Regions from separate parts of the Danio rerio genome. Here region 1 is linked to region 2. A link is a contact called in public Hi-C data. All regions are on one chromosome and are shown on one strand. Each heading gives the region's core, a stretch centred on a gene start, on an enhancer-like site or on the middle of the called end of the contact. The rest is flanking DNA. Distances are from core to core; before and after follow the strand shown. Region 1 overlaps slc1a2b (solute carrier family 1 member 2b). Region 2 holds the start of slc1a2b (solute carrier family 1 member 2b).

Region 1 (2,700 bases), core at 32-2,531, 38 kb after region 2:
TCAGTTACTACAGTTGTGTTACCATAGCAACTGTAGAATCGCCACAATATATCAGTTACTACAGTTGTTGTGTTACCATAGCAACTGTAGAATCGCCACAATATATCAGTTACTACAGTTGTTGTGTTACCATAGCAACTGTAGAATCTCCATGTTGGATAAATCAATGTACTTTACTATAGTGCAGATCAAAAACACTCCAGTATGATCTGTAAGTTCCTCTGGTATTTTTATACGTGGGCTTATCAGTCGACATCAGTTTTGCTCATGTTGTGAGATGGTTAGCTTGTGTTCTGGGTTCTCTCGTCATCTCTGCTCCTGCTGCTGTTGTCTTGTGTTTGCGCACTCTGAATGTGAATCTGAACTTAACCCAAACTAACCCAGGTTATCTAAAACTGCAATCCACCGTAGAGGCCCCGCCACATAACCACTCACACATGCTTGTAAGATGGTTGTACCTTGTGTTTGTATTCATTAATGCAAGTTTTTTTATCATATCACAGTGTGTGTATTTGTCGTTGAGTGTTCGATTGTCTGCTTTTATCACAGTTATATGGAACAGCTTTAGTTTTGGAGCACAGATTTCTAAGCAGTAGCACTGACTGCCATGTTATATTGCAGAAATGAAGGAGTGGATTATGAGGAACGATAAGGAGGAACTTTCAGGATGATTTATACTAGCAAAGAGAACTAAATACTTGAACAACCAATCAGAATCTGGGCTCCATTTGGAGACTAGTATCAGTGATGTTCACAAGGACACGTCTTATTAATCTAGAACTAGAGGCTGCAGATTTAGCAGAAAGTGAACATCAGCTAGTCCCAGAAATCTTTGCTCCAGACATGTGTGTGTGTTTTCTGGCCGTGTGCTCAGATGTGTGTGATGTTTCAGGTAACCTTGGCGGCCACCAACGGCTCGACTGCGGAGATCACAGTCGTTGAGGAAGAACCCTGGAAAAACGATTAAACCCCCCCCCCGACCCGACCCAACCCAAAAGCAGAGACAACCAACCTACATCCATGCACATAGAGCACAAACAGCTTTCCTAGATGACTCCTGTTCGTTTCTAACCTCTTTAACTAAATCTAAACACGCGTAACACGAGAATGTGAGGCCAAAAGCTGACACGCTTGTGTAAAGTATTCTCCACGCCAGTACACTTCAACACCTTCATGTTTGAGGAGTGTTTTCCAGACACACACTGCCTGTAGCAGCTCACCGTATCAACCTCCTCGCTCACCGTAGACCCTCTCTGTCCAATCACAGCGTTTCTCATCAGCCTCATAGGGTGTTGCTAGGACACAGACGACCGTACGGCACACGTGTGTGTGCGTCTCAAGAGCACAGGCCAGTATATTTACAGTTCAGGTTTAACCAGAGCCCTTCAGATGTACTGAAATATGCAATGCAAGCCTTACCTTTCATTCCTAATAAAGCACAAGTCATAAATATATATATATTTATATTGCACAACCAAACCACGAGCTCCAGAAGTGCATCTATCAAACTGACGCGGCTCATTTATATACGCTAAACCAGGTTTGGCTTCATTAACCGATTTACACAGCCATCTCTAAACTAGCCCACATCTGCTCAGAACATTCCCCAAGGCTGATGAGATGTAGAAGTAACTCAGGCTCCTCCATAACCCCGGTGTATCCGTCAGGGACATGAGCACTCCTGCTGCAGAGTGAAGCGCATGCTGGAGAGGATCGATGTTTACCTGTTTTTATAATCCAGTGTTTTTAAATACCTGATGCCTTCGTGTCTTTTACTGCTGACGCTGTTTTTTATTTCATTTATCGCACTTTCGCATCCCTTTTAAAAGAGTTTACCTCAGAAAAACACACTCACCAAGGCTCGAATCACTGGCGGTATCACGATGAATCATCTTAAAGAGGATTTTATATGTGCGCTGATCCAAAACGCTACCTCTGGATGTCCGTCCTCTTTCATCTCCTCCAGACGACTGTTTCTGAGCCCCGTCATGCTGCAAATCATCACTGTCCGATCGACCAATCACACGCGTTCACATACCTCGCCAAGCCAATCAGAGATTCACATTCGAAATCACAGCTAATCCCAGAAATGGATTCTAGATCCCTAATGTGTCTAATCGGTTCGCTAACTAAACAGTGTTGTAATCTTGAAAACAAGCGCCATATGAACACCGTAATGTGAATTTAGGCTGACGTGTGCAGCGTCGGCCCCTGAGCCTCCGTCGTGTTTGATCTCACTGTTAGCTGCATGGACATTAGTGTTTCGCACCAGTTTTTAAAGTAAAGCATGCGTTTTGAAGTGCCTCCCTGCACTTTGTGTATATACTGAAGGCAGCGGCGCTGCTAGTGCTGGAAACCGGGGGCTCAGACGCTCCCCGAGGGCCCCAATAAATCTACCATCCCGCATTTTCTAGCGAGAGATTCTGACTGGGTGAAATGTACTGTACGGAGCCCAGAACTCCTAGCGGCGCCTCTGATCGTGGGTAACATCAGTATGATATGTTCAGTCGTAGACTCGTGGAGATAGTGTTTAATTGATGTGAGCGTTTTAATGAAAGTGTTTTTGTAATCCTGTAGCGCTGTATTCCCTCATCGTGCTGCATTAAATACTCTAGTCAGACGTCTAGAAGCGTAGTTTAACTCTCATTTCAGCAGTCTCATATCCTGATCTGGAATGTTTTTATTCTTCCCTACAGAAAT
Region 2 (2,700 bases), core at 56-2,555:
TTCACAATATGAAGTATCGTCATGTCTTCTCTCTACTCTCTGTACTTCACCCATGCTGACACAATCTACACAGTCAGAAAGCAGGAAAGAGTGCAGAAGAGTTCAGCTCAATGTCTGACTGTTGATTCCAAGATCTGTTGTGTTTAAGATTCAGTCATTCACTCTCCTTCGGCTTAGTCCCTTTATTCATGAGGGGTCGCCACAGTGGAATGAACCGCCAACTATTCCAGCATGTGTTTCAAACACAGCGGATGCCCTTCCAGCTGTAACCCATCACTGGGAAACACCCATACACACTCAATCACACTCATACATTCCCCTATAGCGCATGTGTTTGGACTGTGATGGAGCACCTGGAGGAAACCCACACCAACACAGGGAGAACATGCAAACTCCACACAGAAACACCGACTGACCCAGCCGAGACTCAAACCAGAGACCTTCTTGGTGTGAGGCCACAGTGCTATCGTGACGCCGCAGTTTCAGTCCAGTTTCTTTAGTTCTGTGTTCATAACATCAATAAATTGTGATGCAGAATTACATTAAAAATGACCAAAGTAAACTGGAATGACATCCGCTTTATAATCTCATCAACACACCAACATATAGAACAAAACCAATTTAATAAATCACAGAAGGGAATAAATGATACTTAAATGACTGAAGAGCAAAAACAAAAGCGCAGCATGACACAGTCGTGAAGAAGTGAAAGTGTTGTGAGGAGCTTAATATAATCTGAGAGCTTAGAGTTGTGTTCGTGATCCTCTTTTCTTCTGCTGAAGCTTTACATTACAGCCATAAAGAAGAGCTCATGACCTCAGAACACAGCCGAGAGATGATGGAGCAGAGGATGAGCAGTGTTCCTCCCCACAGCCCACTGTAGAGGAGTGCAGAACAGCTAGAGTGTGAACAGATGACAGCGTTTCCCATTCCCTTCATTGATTTGGGGGTTTAATAGATTCTGTTTAATGGTTTAATCCGTGTGGTGTGTGTGTGTGTGTGTGTGTGTGTGTGTGTGTGTGTGTGTGTGCGTCAGATCAAGACTGCAGAAGTCAGGTTATAGTACTAGTGTAACTGCATCAAGTGACTCCCAGTACACCTGTGTGCCTCACATTGCTTTCTTCTTATGTAAAATACCCCCCCCCCCCACACCTCCACCACTACCACACACACACACACACACACACACACACACACGCACGCTTTTGAATACATGGTTAGTAGGGACTCTGTATATTTGTGTGTGCGCGCGCGCATGTGTGTGTATCCTCCAGCTGAAGGTGGAGACCGGAGGAGGACCGGCTCGCAGTGAGGCGGAGCAGCGGGAGTGTAAACACACACACACTCACACACACGCGCACACACACATCAGGGTCCCCGAGCTGCTCTGCTTCAGTCTGCCGGTTCATGAGCTCCGAACAGCGGATTACCCGAGCACTCCTCCAGCCTCCTCCGCGCGCGACACCCGAGCACAGCGCGTGACACGACAACAAGAAGAAGAAGACAACACACACACACACGCTCATTCACCTGCTGAACACACACACACGGCCAGCCTGACAGGTGAGTCTCATCCGCGCGCGCCTGTTTGTCTGTAACACTGTGATCTGGTGTGTGTTGTGTATGCGTGATGATGATGATGATGAAGACTGTTTAATTGATCTGCTGATTGACCTGTCTCTGATGAAGCTTCAGGAAGTCTTGCAGTAGATGTGAGAGCGGAACAGGCTCATGGAGACTCTCGGTGGCTCCTGTGGAATCTCTTTGTTCAGTTTTATTGATCAATCATGCTGTGTGTGTGTGTGTGTGTATGTGTGTGTGTGCGTGTGTGTGTGTGTGTGTGTGTGTGTGTGCAGAGCTGCTTGACTAATGTGTGATTGTACGAGTCTTCATGCAGATAATCCATTATCTTCATCCTGCTGGACTTCAAAAGCCTCATGAGTGACAAAACAGACTGTCTGTTCATTGTGTTGAGGGACCCGTGTGTGTGTGTGTGTGTGTGTGTGTGTGTGTGTGTGTGTGTCTGTGTGAAGATGCGGTATGGGCACACATGTGTTCCTGCAGTAATATTGAATAAATGAAAGCTCTTTTCGCTCAAACATTATTATCATCATGAGGTGTTTGATCTCTGTAGTGTGTCAGTTTGGGTTCAGCAATGGAAGAGTTCATGAACACTGAAGCGCTGAGGAGGAGGAGGAGGAGGATGAGGAGGAGGAGGATGATGATGAGGATGAGGTTTCTGGAATTTTGAGAATATTGTCAATTGTGCGTTAACTCATTCTGCAGGTTGACAGTAATAAGGTGTGTGTGTGTGTGTGTGTTTGGTCATGAGTGAATGTGTGCATAAGTGTGTGTGCATAAGTGTGTGAATGTGTATGCATGAATGTATGTGTGTTTGTGTGCATGAATGTGTGTGTGTGTGTGTGTGTGTGTGTGTGTGTGCATGAATGTGTGTGTGTGTGTGTGTGTGTGTTTGTGTGCATGAATGTGTGTGTGTGTGTGTGTTTGTGTGTGTTTGTGCGCATGAATGTATGTGTGTGTGTGTGCATGAATGTGTGTGTGTGTATGTATGTGGATACATGCATGTACATGTGTGCATATATGCATGTGTGTGTGCGCATAAATGCATCTGTGTTTGTGTCCATGAATGTGTGCATGTGTGTGTTTGTGTTTGTGTGTGCCCATGAATGTATGTGTGTG

What was found. A called contact is a pair of places that touch in the nucleus more often than the background predicts.
Region 1: a Hi-C map of embryo shows a contact between it and region 2, with 2.5 times the contacts expected there. The contact joins the enhancer-like site here to the promoter of slc1a2b in region 2. A contact is called at or near these places in 5 of 18 Hi-C or Micro-C datasets (caudal fin and embryo) and 1 of 4 datasets of contacts at active chromatin or transcription factors (embryo).

The regions. Positions count from the first base shown.
Region 1 is chr25:40,127,895-40,130,594 of GRCz12tu, forward strand. slc1a2b (solute carrier family 1 member 2b) reads left to right here. Exons shown (of 11, transcript NM_199979.2): 11 at 893-2,700. The coding sequence ends at 967. Among named protein-coding and RNA genes, the nearest start is that of cd44b, 17 kb to the right of the region's middle. Within about 2 kb of position 1,282, at least 4 of the 62 cell types and tissues checked have an H3K27ac peak or open chromatin away from gene starts, as enhancers often do.
Region 2 is chr25:40,089,626-40,092,325 of GRCz12tu, forward strand. It overlaps slc1a2b (solute carrier family 1 member 2b), which reads left to right and starts at 1,306. Exons shown (of 11, transcript NM_199979.2): 1 at 1,306-1,563. pamr1b (peptidase domain containing associated with muscle regeneration 1b) reads left to right here. Exons shown (of 14, transcript XR_012400567.1): 14 at 403-568.